2 separate regions of the Mus musculus genome follow, and region 1 is linked to region 2. The links are chromatin contacts, called in public HiChIP or PLAC-seq maps. All regions are on one chromosome and are shown on one strand. The core of a region is the stretch at or near the end of the contact, and the rest is flanking DNA. Distances in the headings are between cores, read along the strand shown. Region 1 overlaps Pakap (paralemmin A kinase anchor protein). Region 2 overlaps Pakap (paralemmin A kinase anchor protein).

What was found. HiChIP or PLAC-seq counts read pairs in DNA pulled down with a chosen protein or histone mark.
Region 1: a contact with region 2 is called in a CTCF HiChIP or PLAC-seq map of the NIH/3T3 cell line, with 8 read pairs. The contact joins two enhancer-like sites. A contact is called at or near these places in 1 of 15 datasets of contacts at CTCF or cohesin (the NIH/3T3 cell line), 11 of 484 Hi-C or Micro-C datasets (Th1 cells, double positive thymocytes, embryonic stem cells and 5 more), 1 of 115 datasets of contacts at active chromatin or transcription factors (embryonic stem cells) and 1 of 9 other capture datasets (adipose tissue).

Annotation. Positions count from the first base shown.
Region 1 is chr4:57,796,208-57,803,149 of GRCm38.p6, reverse strand. The region is part of intron 7 of Pakap (paralemmin A kinase anchor protein); the gene reads right to left. Among named protein-coding and RNA genes, the nearest start is that of Gm35099, 44 kb to the right of the region's middle. Within about 2 kb of position 4,664, at least 165 of the 459 cell types and tissues checked have an H3K27ac peak or open chromatin away from gene starts, as enhancers often do. A contact at or near this core is called in the NIH/3T3 cell line, stem cell-derived germline stem cell-like cells and trophoblast stem cells, where this site is marked.
Region 2 is chr4:57,648,169-57,655,435 of GRCm38.p6, reverse strand. The region is part of intron 4 of Pakap (paralemmin A kinase anchor protein); the gene reads right to left. Among named protein-coding and RNA genes, the nearest start is that of Gm52699, 30 kb to the right of the region's middle. Within about 2 kb of position 3,050, at least 38 of the 459 cell types and tissues checked have an H3K27ac peak or open chromatin away from gene starts, as enhancers often do. A contact at or near this core is called in the NIH/3T3 cell line, stem cell-derived germline stem cell-like cells and trophoblast stem cells, where this site is marked.

The DNA.
Region 1 (6,942 bases), core at 3,415-5,914, 150 kb before region 2:
AAAGCCTGTCTTGGAAAAATCAAACAAGCAAACAAACAACTAAAGGAAGAAGTGAAGTACCCCTATAACAACTTTTCAGAACTTATACATAGAAAAGATTTAGAGAGAGTGTTCCTATAATAAAAGACAGAAACAGTGCAATGTGTAAACTTTTATCCCAGGGGACACTGTTAAAGTACGTATGCTTTGTCCTCTATGGTTTGGAACAGGTAACTAGAATATACTCTTGAAATTTCTTGCTTGTTCTTTTAGCCAAACATTTTTAATTGAGAGAAAAACAAGCAAGGCTTACCCTACCTGAAGGCTGGATCACCTACACAGTGATCTAGTGTCACAGGCCCACATGGGGTGTCTATATTAAAGTCATATCAGCCCTCAATTCAGGTCAGGAGGCACATAGGTCTCAGCTAAGAAGACTTCCCCATGGGAGATCAGCCTGCTGTCCTTTTATTTAAGCATCTCCTTTCCTGAAGGCTGTATTTCCTGGGAGACAAGGCCAACAATGACGTAGATTAAGATGGACTCAGAGATAGAGGCCTCAGGGCTGAGTGCTGAAGTCTCCCTGGGCTTTGGAATGTATGAGGTCATTACAGAGAAAGACAGAGCAAACTGTGATTTTCCTATCTTGTACCTGGCAAGCGAAGAGTGGAAACCTTCCCTTAGGCAACACGCTACCTTGGGGTCTAGATGCTGGGTGAAATGTCTGGAAATAAGTAGTGTCCCTCTCTTCTCAGTCCTTGCCTCTGACTTCTATTTTCTAACAAAACGATTCACCTCAGAGAGAGTCAAAATGGAGTTGGCATTGCAGCATTAAGCACAGAAGGAGGGAAAGGTTGTCTGAGGTGCCTCATTAGAGGAGGCCTAGGGTAGAAGTTGCGGGGTGGGGCGAGTAGCTGAGAGGGAAGCAGGGGTCACAAGGAAGTGGAATGAACTAACTCAAGGACAGTTGGAAAATGGGGCTACCTGGCATGATTTGAAGGTTGGCAGTGTTTGCAGGCCTTCACTCACAGGGACAGATTGTGCCTCCAAGTAGCTCACACACGGATAGTGCACTTTCGCCCCCAAACAGGACACTCTCAACCTAGGGCCAGCTCCAAAGCTTAGTCAAACCAATGTCACCACCAGGCCCAGCTCCATCCTCTCAACAAACCCTTAGCTCAAGTCCTTAAGATGCCAGAGTGCAAAGACAAACTCTTCCTCTTAGCTCCATCTTTAGTTTTTACTCCCTTTCCACAAATGACACCACTAGCTGATTCTATCATCCACTTGGTTCTAGAAAGATCTAAGCTCAGCCACAGTCCTCTGAGATCAGTAAGATCGGTGACTTGGCCCTTGGGTTCTGCTTCCTAATTTCTTGCAAGGTCCGGAGGAAGCCTACCATTATTCCAAGAAAGAGTAAATAGGTCTACTTGAGGGTCTTTGAAGAGGCTGTGGCAGGGGCTCAATCGACCAACCATCCTCCACAGGCCTGGGAAGAGGCGTGTTGCAATGAGCACCTCTTTAGTGCTGGCATCTCATGGAGACTGTCTTATTGTTTCTCTTTGGTGCCACTCTGGCTGTGAGTTGCTGTTTACGAGAAGCAAGAGTTGACTTGGTAAATTCCCGAAGCATAATGTAAACGCCAGATCTTAAAGGCTGCGGTGGAGTCCTGCCCTGGCAAGAGCAGGAAGAGAGAGAGAGAAAAAAAAGAGGGATGGGAAGGGAGCCAACAGGGGTCAAACCCAAGGTTAGAGGAAAAGGAATCGTTTTTTTTATCTTCACTGCAAGTGACTCCAAATCCATCCTCTGGGTCGCTGAGAAACTACTTAAAACAGGAGTGATCAGGAACACTGCAGTCTGTCTACGCATTAGATCCCATACCTTAATATGGCATCTATGTTGGTTTGTTTTTGGTCAACTTGATCCAAGCTAGAGCCACCTAGCAAGAGAAAACGGATGAGGGATTCCCCCAACCAGACTGGCTTGTAGGCAAGTCACTGGCAGAGTTTTCTTGGTTAATGATGTCTGTGAGAGGCTCAACCTACAGTTTGAGGTGGCAGTCCGGGCTCTAAGAGAAAGCAGGTGGAGCAAGGCATGAGAGCAAGTCAGTAAGCAGAACTCCTTGATGGCCTCAGCTCCTGCCTCCAGTTCTTGCCCTGACTTTTCTCAGTGATTGTACTGGCTGGTTTTGTGTGTCAACTTGACACAAGCTGGAGTTATCACAGAGAAAGGAGCCTCCATTGAGGAAATGCCTCCATGAGATCTCGCTGTAAGGCTTTTTCTCAATTAGTGATCAAGGGTAGGAGGGCTCATTGTGGGTGGTGCCATCCTTGGGCTGGTACTTGGGTTCTATAAGAAAGCAAGCTGAGCAAGCCAGGGGAAGCAAGCCCGTAAGAAACATCCCTCCATAGCTTCTGTATCAGCTAATGCTTCCTGACCTGCTTGAGTTCCAGTCCTGACTTCCTTTGGTGATGAACAGCAATGTGAAAGTGTAAGCTGAATAAACCCTTTCCTCCCCAACTTGCTTCTTGGTCATGATGTCTGTGCAGGAATAGAAACCCTGACTAAGACAGTGATGGACTGTGACTGTGTCATGGTTCTCATCACAGCAACAGAAAGCTAACAAGGTGTCTGAGCGAGCTGGCCTGCCCTTCCAGGGTATAACATTAATGAGAGTCACCACCTTACTGCATGGGAGGCAGAGGAACCTAGCCTTTCATTTTTTCCATTTCTTCAATTTCCTGCCTTTGTCTAGATTTTAATACCAATAAGACGTCTAGTGCTGAAACTATGTAGACAAGTAAAGCAGATGACACACACCTTTGGTTTTCCTGAAACAAAATAAACCTTGAAAAATGTACATGGAAGGATGGATATTATCACTTAGTATATTCAGTTGTTGAGTGAGTTAAGTTTTACATAAATGTTGGTATCCCTTTTCTCCTCTCTTCTTTCAAAATACAATTAACAAATGGTTTAGCTAGAGCCAGGCTGGTGGGTAAAGGCCTGGCACCCAGAGGGTAGAAGCAGGAGGAGCAAAAATTCAAGGCCCCAACAAGTTGGAGGCCAGTTTAGAACTCAAAGAGACCCTATTTAAAAAAAGAAGAGGAGAAGGAGCAGGAGCAGGAGGAGGAACACAAGGAGGGACACAGGGAGGAGGAAGAGGAGGAGGAGGAGACAATGACGATGACGACGACGACAATGAAGAAGAAGGAGGAGGAGGAGGAGGAGGAGGAGGAGGAGGAGGAGAGGAGAACCCGGTGAGATGGTTCTTAGGTAAAGGTACTTGCACTTGCTGCTAAGACTGATGACCAAAGTTCAATCCCTGGAACCCACATGGTGGAGAGAACTGACTCTTGTAAGTTGTCCTCTGACCAACACACACACACACACACACACACACACACACACACACACACACACACACACACACATACACACACACATTTTTTTAAAAAAAGAATTTTTAAAGAAAAAAATGTAATAGCAACATGCCCAAGATTCAAGAATAAATGAAGAAATGTCACATTATAACTAGGGTCAGGAGCTTGTCTGGCTGGGTGGTTCAGCCTTTAGTTAGCTACTGAGCAGAGCACAGGCTCAAACCCACACATTTATTTTATTAAGCTTTGGAAAGGACTTACCACTGACTTATCACAGGGGCCCAGTTGTACAAGTCTTAGTCTTCTTATCTGTAAAAACTGAATGGACTCGACCAAATGCTTGATAAGAACCTCTTTTCATTTTCTAAAACTAAAAGATGATTATTTTACAATTTGTCATTATTCCTTGGGATTATCCAAATGGCTGCTGCCTGCTGGGTAGTTAGGTCTAGGATAGAAAGCCTCCCCCTCTGAAGTTGTGACAGATGTGTGTGACCTTGAACCACTTACTCACATCTTTCGTTTCTTTGCTTCCTTCCTTTTATTTTTATTCTTCTTTTTTTTCTTTTCTTTTTGAGACAGGGTGAAGGGACTGTGGCTAGCTCAAATGTGGTGGGCATGGCTCTGTCAGGCCTTGCCCTTCTCCCCAGTTCCCTCTGCCTTGCTAAAAACCGTTAGATTATATTCCTAAAGCTATCCCCAAGAGCTATTCCCTTATTTGGCCAATTCCTAATCCTGAGGCTGACTACCAAGGTCCAGCTATCAAAGAATTGAAGTACAGCAATCAAAAGTCCCCTTTGGCTCACCTAATTAGCATGCCCAGTTAAAATTAAACATCTCAACCTAAAACGAGGTTTCCCACTTTACTTTCATAAACTGCTTTTTGCCTATGGGCCACATCTGTCTCTCACCTCTCTATCCAAAGGCTGTCCTTTGTCCTCCCCCACCCTCCCAGGATAAATACTGCTTACCCCTCTCCCTTGCCTCCTTTCTCTCTTCTTTGTTCCCTTCTCCCTCTCCCTTTTCTTCTATCTCCTGTCTTTGTCCCTTATCTCTGCCCTCTGCCCTTCTGGAGCAAATAAATCTCTTTTGTGCTGAGAATTTGGTCCTGGGGGTGTCTTGAGCCAAAGACTATGATTCCCTTCACAGTATATCACGCAGTCCAGGCTGGCCTTAAACTGCTTAGCTTCCTGTCTCTACATTTCAAGAGTAGGGATTACAGGCGTGAGTCACTGCACTGGGCTGTTTCTTTGTGTGTGGCTTAGGCAAGGTCAGCACCAGTCCCGCCCTTCCCTGCTCAGGACGATGAATACACAGAGGTGGGTGAACGTGTGCCACAGCGGGCTCCATGCTGGACTCTTCCATCACTCTGCTATGAGCCACGATCACATGCTTGCTTCCCTCCATGCCGTGTGCCTGGGTGCCCATTGGGTGGGGATGCTGCCAGCCCCTTCCTCTCCAGGCACACGGGTTACTTAGCAAGCAGCCACCCACAATGAGTCAGGGCAATAAAGTGAAGAAAGGCATCCTTGATCTAATCAAATGACAATTTAACAAAAATAGAAATGAGCACTTGATTATGACTTATTCAAAATAAAATGCTCACCATACACCTCTAGATTATGCTTGTATCCTCCTGATAAGTCAGACCACATGGAAACGGAAGCATGTGAGTAACTACCAAGAGTTGCTGGTAGCTTTATCTTTAGCATATTTTTTTTTTGTCTCTGCAAGATCCTGCTATCAGATGAAACATAAGGAGACCATCTTTTTCTCCACGCTCTAGCCACATCTCTCAGTGTTATGAGTAAAAACGGCAAAAAAAAGAAATAGCTTGTGTCAGTTAATCACAAACTCAACAGGAGTTTGTAGGATCGCCTAGAGTTTACATTTCAGAGGCACGTCAGATGGTGAAGACAACTAAAGGTTCTGCTCTACAGAAAACAGGCAAGAAGACACTGACAAGGCGACTCTGCTCGTCATGGCACTTGCCACCAATGCTGGCCACCCAGGTCCAACCCCTGGAGCCCACATGAAAAGATGATATGACATCACATACTAAAACATGCCTGTCTGGAGGACAAAGTGCGTCCCTCTGCTGTTACTGGGGCAAACACACGTTTTGGAATCAATTTCAGGCAGGCATAGTGGCTCATAGCTAGAATCCTGGTATTGAGAAGCTGAGGCAGAAGAACTGTTGAGAGTTAGGAGGCTAGCCTGAGCTACAGAGTAAGACCCTGCCTCAGGAAGAAACAAAAACAAAAAAACAAAAACTGCAAGTCAATGCATTTGATCCTAAATTTGGAGAAAGTTAGTTGTTTTGGGGTTTCTATTGCTGCAATGAAGACTGACCAAAAGCAAGCTAGGGAGGAAAGGGCTTACTTGGCTCACACTTCCATATCGTAATCCATCAGCGAAGGGAGTCAGGACATGAACTCAAACAGGACGGGAACCTGGAGGCAGGAGCTGATGCAGAGACCATGGAGCAGTGTTGCTTACTGGCTTGTTCCTCATGGCTGACTCAGCCTGCTTTCTCATAGAACCCAGGACGACCAGCCCAGGGATGGCACCACCTATTATGGGCTAGGCCCTTCTGTACCCATCACTAGTTAAGAAAAAAGCCCTACAGCCAGATCTTATGGAGGCAATTCACCAGTTGAAGTTCCCTCCCTTCAGACCACCCCAACTTATGTCACGTAAACAGAAAACCATCTAATACAGAAACTTATATTTACTGAAAACTAAGTATGTGCCAGGCACTTGGGAGGTTTTTATGCTTTATATTACTACAGCAACTATTACTATTATATTACTTTAGACAGTGTCTTGCCATGTAGCCCATTCTGAACTGAGCTCAAACCCAAGATTCTCTTACATCGGCTTTCCAATGCTGGGATTATAAACTAATCCCCTGGAATTGGAGGTACAGACAAATGCAGGTGCATGGACCAGGACCTGGGCCCTCTAAAGTAACAACAAGTGTTCTTAATTACTGAGCCATCTCTTCAGTCCCTTAAATTACTTTTTAGTTTGGTTTGTTTTTAAGGAATTGATTTTTATGTGTGTGCAGTGTATGTGTATTGATATTGGAGTATGTGTGTGTCTGTGTGTGTGTAGTATGTGTGTCTTGATATTGGCATGTGTGCACATGTGTGTGTGCACATATATACATGTGTGTGAGTGTGTATTGATGTTGATATTGGTATGTGTGTGCACGTGTGAGCACATAGAATCTAGAGAATGATGTTAGGCATCTTCCTCTATGAATCAATCTCCGCTTCATATTTTGAGACAGGGTCTCTCACTGAACCCATTGTTGACTGATTGGCTAGACTCATCTCTGGGGACCTACCTGTCCTCAGCCTGTCAGCACTAGGGTGCCATGCACTGACACACCGGGATTTGTGTGGTGGTGCTAGGAACCTGAACTCAATTCTCATGCTGGCTGGCACCCTATCAACTGAGACATCTTCCCAATCTCAAGAAAGCTTCAATCTTGGCCAGTCAAAGAGGTACAGACCTCTAATCTCAGTACTGAGGAAGCAGAGGCAGGACGATCTCTGTGAGTGCAAGACCAGCC
Region 2 (7,267 bases), core at 1,801-4,300:
TTGTTTCTGTAGGTATTTTGTCACAACAATGAGAAAAATAATGAATTCATTATTGAAATTAGAATGATACTCAAGTGGAAAAAAAAAAACCCACAAGGCAAGCAATAAGCCCTGGTTCCAAGAACAGATATGAAACAGATCGAACTACTGTGGGTTTGGTTGCCTGAAATATCAAGAGCACCAGTTTGATGGTTTGTATTTGCTTGGCCCAGAGAGTGGCAATATATGGAAGTATCTCCCTGTTGGAGTAGGTGTGGCCTTGTCGGAGTAGGTATGTCACTGTGGGTGTGGACCTTAAGACCCTTATCCTAGCTGCCTGGAAGTCAGTCTTCCATTAGCAGCCTTCAGATGAAGATGTAGAACTCTCAGCTCTGCCTGCATTCTGCCTGCCTAGACATTGCCATGCTCCTGCCTTGATGATGGACTGAACCTCTGAACCTGTAAGCCAGCCCCAATTAAATGGTGTCCTTTATAAGACTTGTATTGGTCATGGTGTCTGTTCACAGCAGTAAAACCCTAAGACAACTACTATGGGGTTCTGTGTAACCCCAGGAACACAGTAACTCACTGATAATAGTTGACCCTGGAATTTTTCAGTATAATATTCCATCAGGAAACAACTCATACAGATGTTAACGTCTGAGATTTGTTTTTAAAATATAAGAAATGAGTCTGCTTTCAGCAACCCTCATATATTTTTTAAAGCCTCATTGGTCTCCTCTTACCAGCAAGTCAAGAATATGACTGTTACACAAGCCAAGAAGAATAGCAAACAGAGACAAGTTTTCTGCTAAGTGACAAGGCTCTCCGCTGTTTGCAGTCACTCTGATGGCATGACTTGAGGCCATATTGCTCACAGTTCAGCTATCGATCTTTGTGTTATTTCAGATAATAGAAATTTCTGGGCTTTGAGGAGGTAGCCAGCATCCTTGACCTGTATTGTTATTAGCCCAGAGAGCCAAGGTTATTTCTAATGAAGTTCAAAGGGAGGGGGCTCTGCCATAAGGCCTTTGGGAAAACAAACAAACAAACAAAAAGACCAAACAAAACAAAACACAAAAGCCTCAGCTTTGTGGTGAGTGGCTCTCTCTTACAAAGTCCCCAGAGGTGGTTTCTAATGTCCTTGAGTCAAAGCCAGAATCAGTCTGAAATCAAGGGCAATTGCTGTGCTCTTTAGTCTACTGCGTGCTATTGATTTTCCAGGCTTCGGTGCTAGAAACTGAATCTTCCAGTCTTTCTCCATGTACAGCAATCCTCCTTGTACAAAACAGCCATAGGGAATAAGCTTAGCATCTTTATAAGTTGTGTGTGGGCGTGGGTGAGTGAGGGTGGCCAGCATGCACACACTGCAGTGCTCCTTTCGAGTTTAGGAGACAATCTTTGGGGTGAGCCCTCGTCTATCATTATGGCTTTGGGGAATTGAGTCCAGGTTACCAGATCTGGCAACAAGTGCTTAGACCCACTGAGCTAGGAACTACTCCTTATTTGTGCCACAGAATCCAAATTTCTGGAATGAAGCCTATAGATTATTTTTTTTAAAAACTTCCCCAAGGTAAATTATACTGCCCAAGATTTGAGTAGTCTAGGTACATTCTCCCTCCCTTCCTTACCTCCCTCTGCTCTTCCCTCCCTCTCTTCTCCCATCCCTCCCTCCTGCCATCTCTCCCTCTCCTTTCCTCTCTTCCTCTCTCCTTCCATCCCTCCTTCCTTTGTCTTTCCTTCTCAGTAAGCTATCCTGAAAAATCTAATCACCACCACCACCAGTTCTGAAAGGCAGAAGACGTTCCATTCCAAGGCACCTCCATTGTATAAATAACATTGTGGGAGAAAGTGCAGCTAAAGTCCTGGAATTTCCTACACTGCTCTAGGCTGTGAACAATTTTTAAAAGCATATGATTTTATCTTTTCTTAATGTCTAGGGGAATGGTCATATCAAACCCAAGCCGTAAGTCTTCGTGCTTTATTTAAACCCTGTCGTATTCAGATTGACCCAATCATAAAGAAGCAAGACACTGCCTGAATTCTAGACACACTTGAGGGTCTGTGGGGCCACCACCCCTCTTCTTTCTCTAAACCAAATGACCCAAGTTAATTCTCATTTTTTTTCATATAGAAATTGCATGTTCTCTTTGATTACCATGCTCTATTCTTCCTTAAGTCTTTTTTTTTTTCTGATTTGTTTTGGTTTGTTTTGGTTTTGGGACAAGGTCTCACATAGTCCAGACTGCCTCAGATTCTCTAGGTGCAGAAAATGACCTACAGATGATCACCCTCCCAATTCCACCTACCAAGTGTTGAGAGCACTACTACACCTGTATGGTATGTATACAGGTATGAATACGTATGTATATGGCATGTATATGTATGAAGAACTCATGTATACATGTGCAGGACCTTCTTGGAGCCCTTGGAAGAGGTCGATGGCCAAGACAGAGGAAAGGAACCATGGTGGGCTGTAAGAGTGAGTGGCTAGGCTCTATTCTGGGGAGGCTTTGCCTGCTCCTGTCATGGTCTTGCCAGGCATTGAACTCGTGAACCCTGGATGTGTCCCAGGGTAAGCTGCATCCTATGGGCTACTGTGTATGAGCAAGGCTGTTGTGGGTACCTCCTCCTCCTCCAGACCTCCTGGCTGAGGACATCCTTCCTACTCTGGAATTTGATTTTGGTTTCCCTTCCTCTTGTCATCTCTCCCCTGTAGATTGAGCCACCAGACCTCCTGGCTGAGGACATCCTTTCTACTCTGGAATTTGATTTTAGTTTCCCTTCCTCTTACACATACATACCATGCGCACTACCATAACCAGTGTGCGTGGTGCTAGGGATCAAACCCAGGGTCTTGTGCTTGCCAGGCAAGTGCTCTACCAACTGAGCTGTAACCCAGTCTCTGTGAAGGGTGGATCTCATATGGCCTCTGCTGGCCTAGGGTGACCTTGCTTGATCCTTCTGCTTCCACTTCCAGGATACAGAGACTACAAAAAACCCATCACCATGCCTGGCTTACTTTAGCATTGGGAGACAGAACCACGTGTCCCTTTTAAGAGAATCTAATGCATTTCTTGGGAGTGACTCAGACCAGTGGGCGGAGAGCTAACGATCTGTGATCTGCAGAGCAATGTTTTGTTGCACAAATTCCCTTTTCACAGGGCACTGTGGCATCACTTCTGGGTTTCCTGTTCAATAAATATCTAGTTCTGGATGGGACCTCCAAATCTCTCCTCTTCTCTTTATTCCTTTCTCTCATTGCCTCTGCCCTGTTGCTTTGTGAGTTTCAATTCTTTCTTAGTTTTCTGAAGCTTCTTTTTTTTTTTTTTCAGTTCAACAGTCATGCTTGTGGATGATGGACATATTCACCCCTCATCTTTTTATGCTTCTCTTATTTGTGGTTTTCCCACCAAGAGTGGGTCATCTGTGTCCTCTCCTTGACTGGGCGTGGCTGCCAGAATGTTTAGAGGCTCACTTACGGACAGCTCTAAGTGTAGACCTTGTTTTTGCTCGGCTCTCTGGATCCTCTGTTATTGCCACAGAAAGATAATAAGAGCAGCCCGTTAGCCTGTTGGTGCGCAGAAAATAAAAGCAGATGCATCCCACCTACAGCTTAGAGCCATTTAGCTGAGCTCAGCCAAAGAGAGCAGAGTCCTGTAGCCCATCTTCAGACTTTGTCACACTGCAGAGAGCTTATGTGAACCATGAGCTCAACAGCTGTTCCGATAGTCCTCTGTGAGACAGAAGCGAACTGCGCCCAACCACAGGAAAGTATCTCCGGGGAATGGGTGTTCCTTACGGCATGAGGGATGGCAGCCCCTTTCTTCCCTTGGGACTGGGATGTAAAGACACAAAAGCCTTTAGAGGAGAAGCATGCCTAATCTGAAGGCCTAAAACTGGAAATGTTCCCACATCTGAATCTTCATGATCACAGACAGGCAGACCTCTCCAAGTCTTTCCTCCAATGGGTCAATGTGCAAAATTTGTTCCAAACGAAAAATTACTTTAAAATATTGTACAATGTTATCTACAGGTTATGTATAAGGTCTGTGTATGAAACAAACACATTTCATGATTCTATCCCCAAGGTGTCTCATTGTACACTGGCAGAGATTCTGAAATTAAAACAACTGCAAAGTCCCAAATGCAAACATCTCTGATTCTAAGCATGTTGCACAAGGGTGGCTCAATCTACAGGGGAGAGATGACAAGAGGAAGGGAAACCAAAATCAAATTCCAGAGTAGGAAGTATGTCCTCAGCCAGGAGGTCTGAAGGAGGAGGGGGTACCCACAACAGCCTTGCTCATACACAGTAGCCTATAGGATGCAGCTTACCCTGGGACACATCCAGGGCCCACGAGTTCAATGCCTGGCAAGACCATGACAGGAGCAGGCAAAGCCTCCCCAGACCCAGAGCCTAGCCACTCACTCTTACAGCCCACCATGGTTCCTTTCCTCTGTCTTGGCCATCGCCCTCTTCCAAGGGCTCCAAGAAGGTCCTGCACACGTATACATGAGCTCTTCATTCTCTTGATTCAAAACCACTTTTGATCTGCTCTGCAAGATCTGCTCTATTTTTTTCCTGTGGCTGACCATGCCCATTTGAACCCCCAACTCTTACAGCACACTCCTGTAGGCGTAGTTTCTGTGTACTGTGTAAAGGTCATCCTTGCATTATTCAAATGCTGATTTCTCTGCCTTCATATGTTTTAATCCAGGCATGGCATTGTAATGCTTACATCAAGAATCTCCCATCTCAAGTTTGTGTAAACAATTCTTACCATTTATTCTTGGCCCTGTCAATAAAAACTGATCACCCAATGACTAGGCAGAAAAAAAGGAGAGAGACTAGAGAGAAAAAAAGGATGGGACTTCCATCAGTCAGGGGAAGGAGAGGGGGAGGGAGAGGGAGGGAGGAAAAGAGGAGAGGAAAAGAAGAGATTGAGCCACAAGAAGAGGCAAAAGTTCATGAGAGTTCAGCTGAAGGATGGAAGGCCTTAAATGCAAATATTATTGGGGTTATGGCTGGGAGGTAGCCAGATTTTAGGGGATAAGATACACTGCCCAGATATTAAGGTGAAACTTGAAAATAAACCTTGGTCTCTCTGTGTTGTTATTAGGGAACTAGCTAGGATAAAGGCATATATCATATAAATTTACAATAATATTAAAAATAACATTTACACATTCCAGTGGTTGATTTTGTCCAAACTGAGCTTGCATTTAAGATGAGCCCCCAGGGTCCCATCACAGCCTGCCAGTGCCTTACCAACTCCTGGACATAAAAAACAGTCATCCCTGCTTAAGCGCACAAGAACAACAGAAAACGTCTTAGAATTCACTCCTTTCTGTAGTAACATACTTTCCTTTGTATATATGGTGTAATGGCTGGTAACAGTTTAGCTTTTACCCTTTGGGCTCCATAAAGTATGTATATACATGAATATGTGCACAGGCATATATGTATGTGTGCTTATGCATACATATATGTACATTCCCCCCAGACTTTTTCTTGGCCATGTCTCCCACAAGCAACAGTTAGCCGTGCTGTTCTGAATGGTCTGTAGAGACATTAGGGCCTGGGCAAACCAGGAGCACAGGCTGAAGCACGAGCCGGGGTTTGCACTCAGCTTGTGACACAGCTGACCTCTCTGAGCTGGCCTCCAGCCTTCACTAGCTGTGAGTGTCAGCGGCAAGCAGCAGTTCAGCTGGCATACTCTGCTTCACCTGTGTGATGGCTAACGGTGTCTGCCATCTTGACCGGATCTGGAATCCCCTACAAGTCAAGTGGCTGGCCACTCCTGTGAGGGGTTTTCTTGACCAAGGTACTTGAAGTGGGAAGATCCACACTAAATCTGGGCATCCCTGGGCTGGCCGCAGCCCAGATCAAAGGGCGTGGAGGAAGGACTGCTTTGCCTTGTGTCTGTCTTCACTCTTGCTTGACAAGTTCATCCAGCCTGTTGTTGAATTCCCTAACTGATAGTAGGATGAGCATCTCTGGGCTTCCAAATGTAGAGCGAAGACCAGCATTTCTCCCCAAACTCTTCAGGCCTACAGCACCAGATTGAGACTATGGACTGAGTAGCTACCAAACTCTTGGTATTTCCCATGGGAATTAAACATTGTTGGTCTACCATATCATGTAATTAAATCTAATAAGTCTCCTTTGACAATATATTCACTCCATCAGTTCTGTTCCTCTAGATCAGAGATTCTCCACCTTCTTAATGCTATGAACCTTTTACCATAGAATTATTATTCTCCAACCATAGAATTATTTTTTGTTATTACTTCATAGTTTCAATTTTGCTACTGTTATGAATCATAATGTAAACATCTAATATGCAGGTTATCTAATCTATAACCCCTGTGAAAAGGTCATTCGACACCTAAAGGGGTTGAGATCCACAAGATTAGAACCACTGCTCTAGGAACCCTGACACACTCTTAGTTACTTGGTTAGCTAGTTGGAGATAAGATATGACTCTATGTCCTAAACTAGCCTTGAATTGGAGTGCCTCCTGTCTCCTGATGCACTTGCCAAGTGTTTGCTTCAGCCTCAGGAGGAGGTGGAGGGCCAGTAATAGGTTAGGTGAACTTGTCGAGAAGGGTCAAGACTAGCAAAAAGCAATCAGGCAGAATTTGATGGAACAGGTTGGCTGTAGAGACTCTGTTCTAAGGTCTGTACATACATACCACCTTCCACCCTCTGCTCCTACTGTCTAGGTGTCCTGAGACCTGGGATGGCTAGAGTTACCAAGGAGAAGGCTCTAATTTTGCTTACAAATGGACCTGACCAGTTTCCTGGCCATAGGCAGGCCACCTCCCTTCTGGAGTGAAGTAGTCAGAACCTGGTTGAGGGCAGCCAGAGAAGCAATGTGGTCACTGGGCAGGACAAGGAGGCCTTGCAAAGTTAATCTACAGAGCTCAGGCATACAGCCTGACCTTTCCTATGCTCTCTTCATCTCAGTTCCAAGAGCCCTGACGACAATCCTCCCGTCTCAGTTGATCACATAGGGCAAATCTAGGCAGAAACCCTTCACAGTGGCCACAAAAGCCAACAGCTAGACCCACAAAAAAAAGATAAAAGCTGTCAGAAGAACTTACAGGAGAGCATTTGGGGGAGGGCAGACTGCTTATAATAAAGACCTCATTGGTGGGGGAAACCATCTCTGTACTATTCGCTGAGGAATAACAGCAACTCACACTGAAAAGTTAGCCGACACCAGTATCTATTTAGGACAGCAATCTACAGCCCCAGGGAAAAGTCGCAGCACGGCGAAAG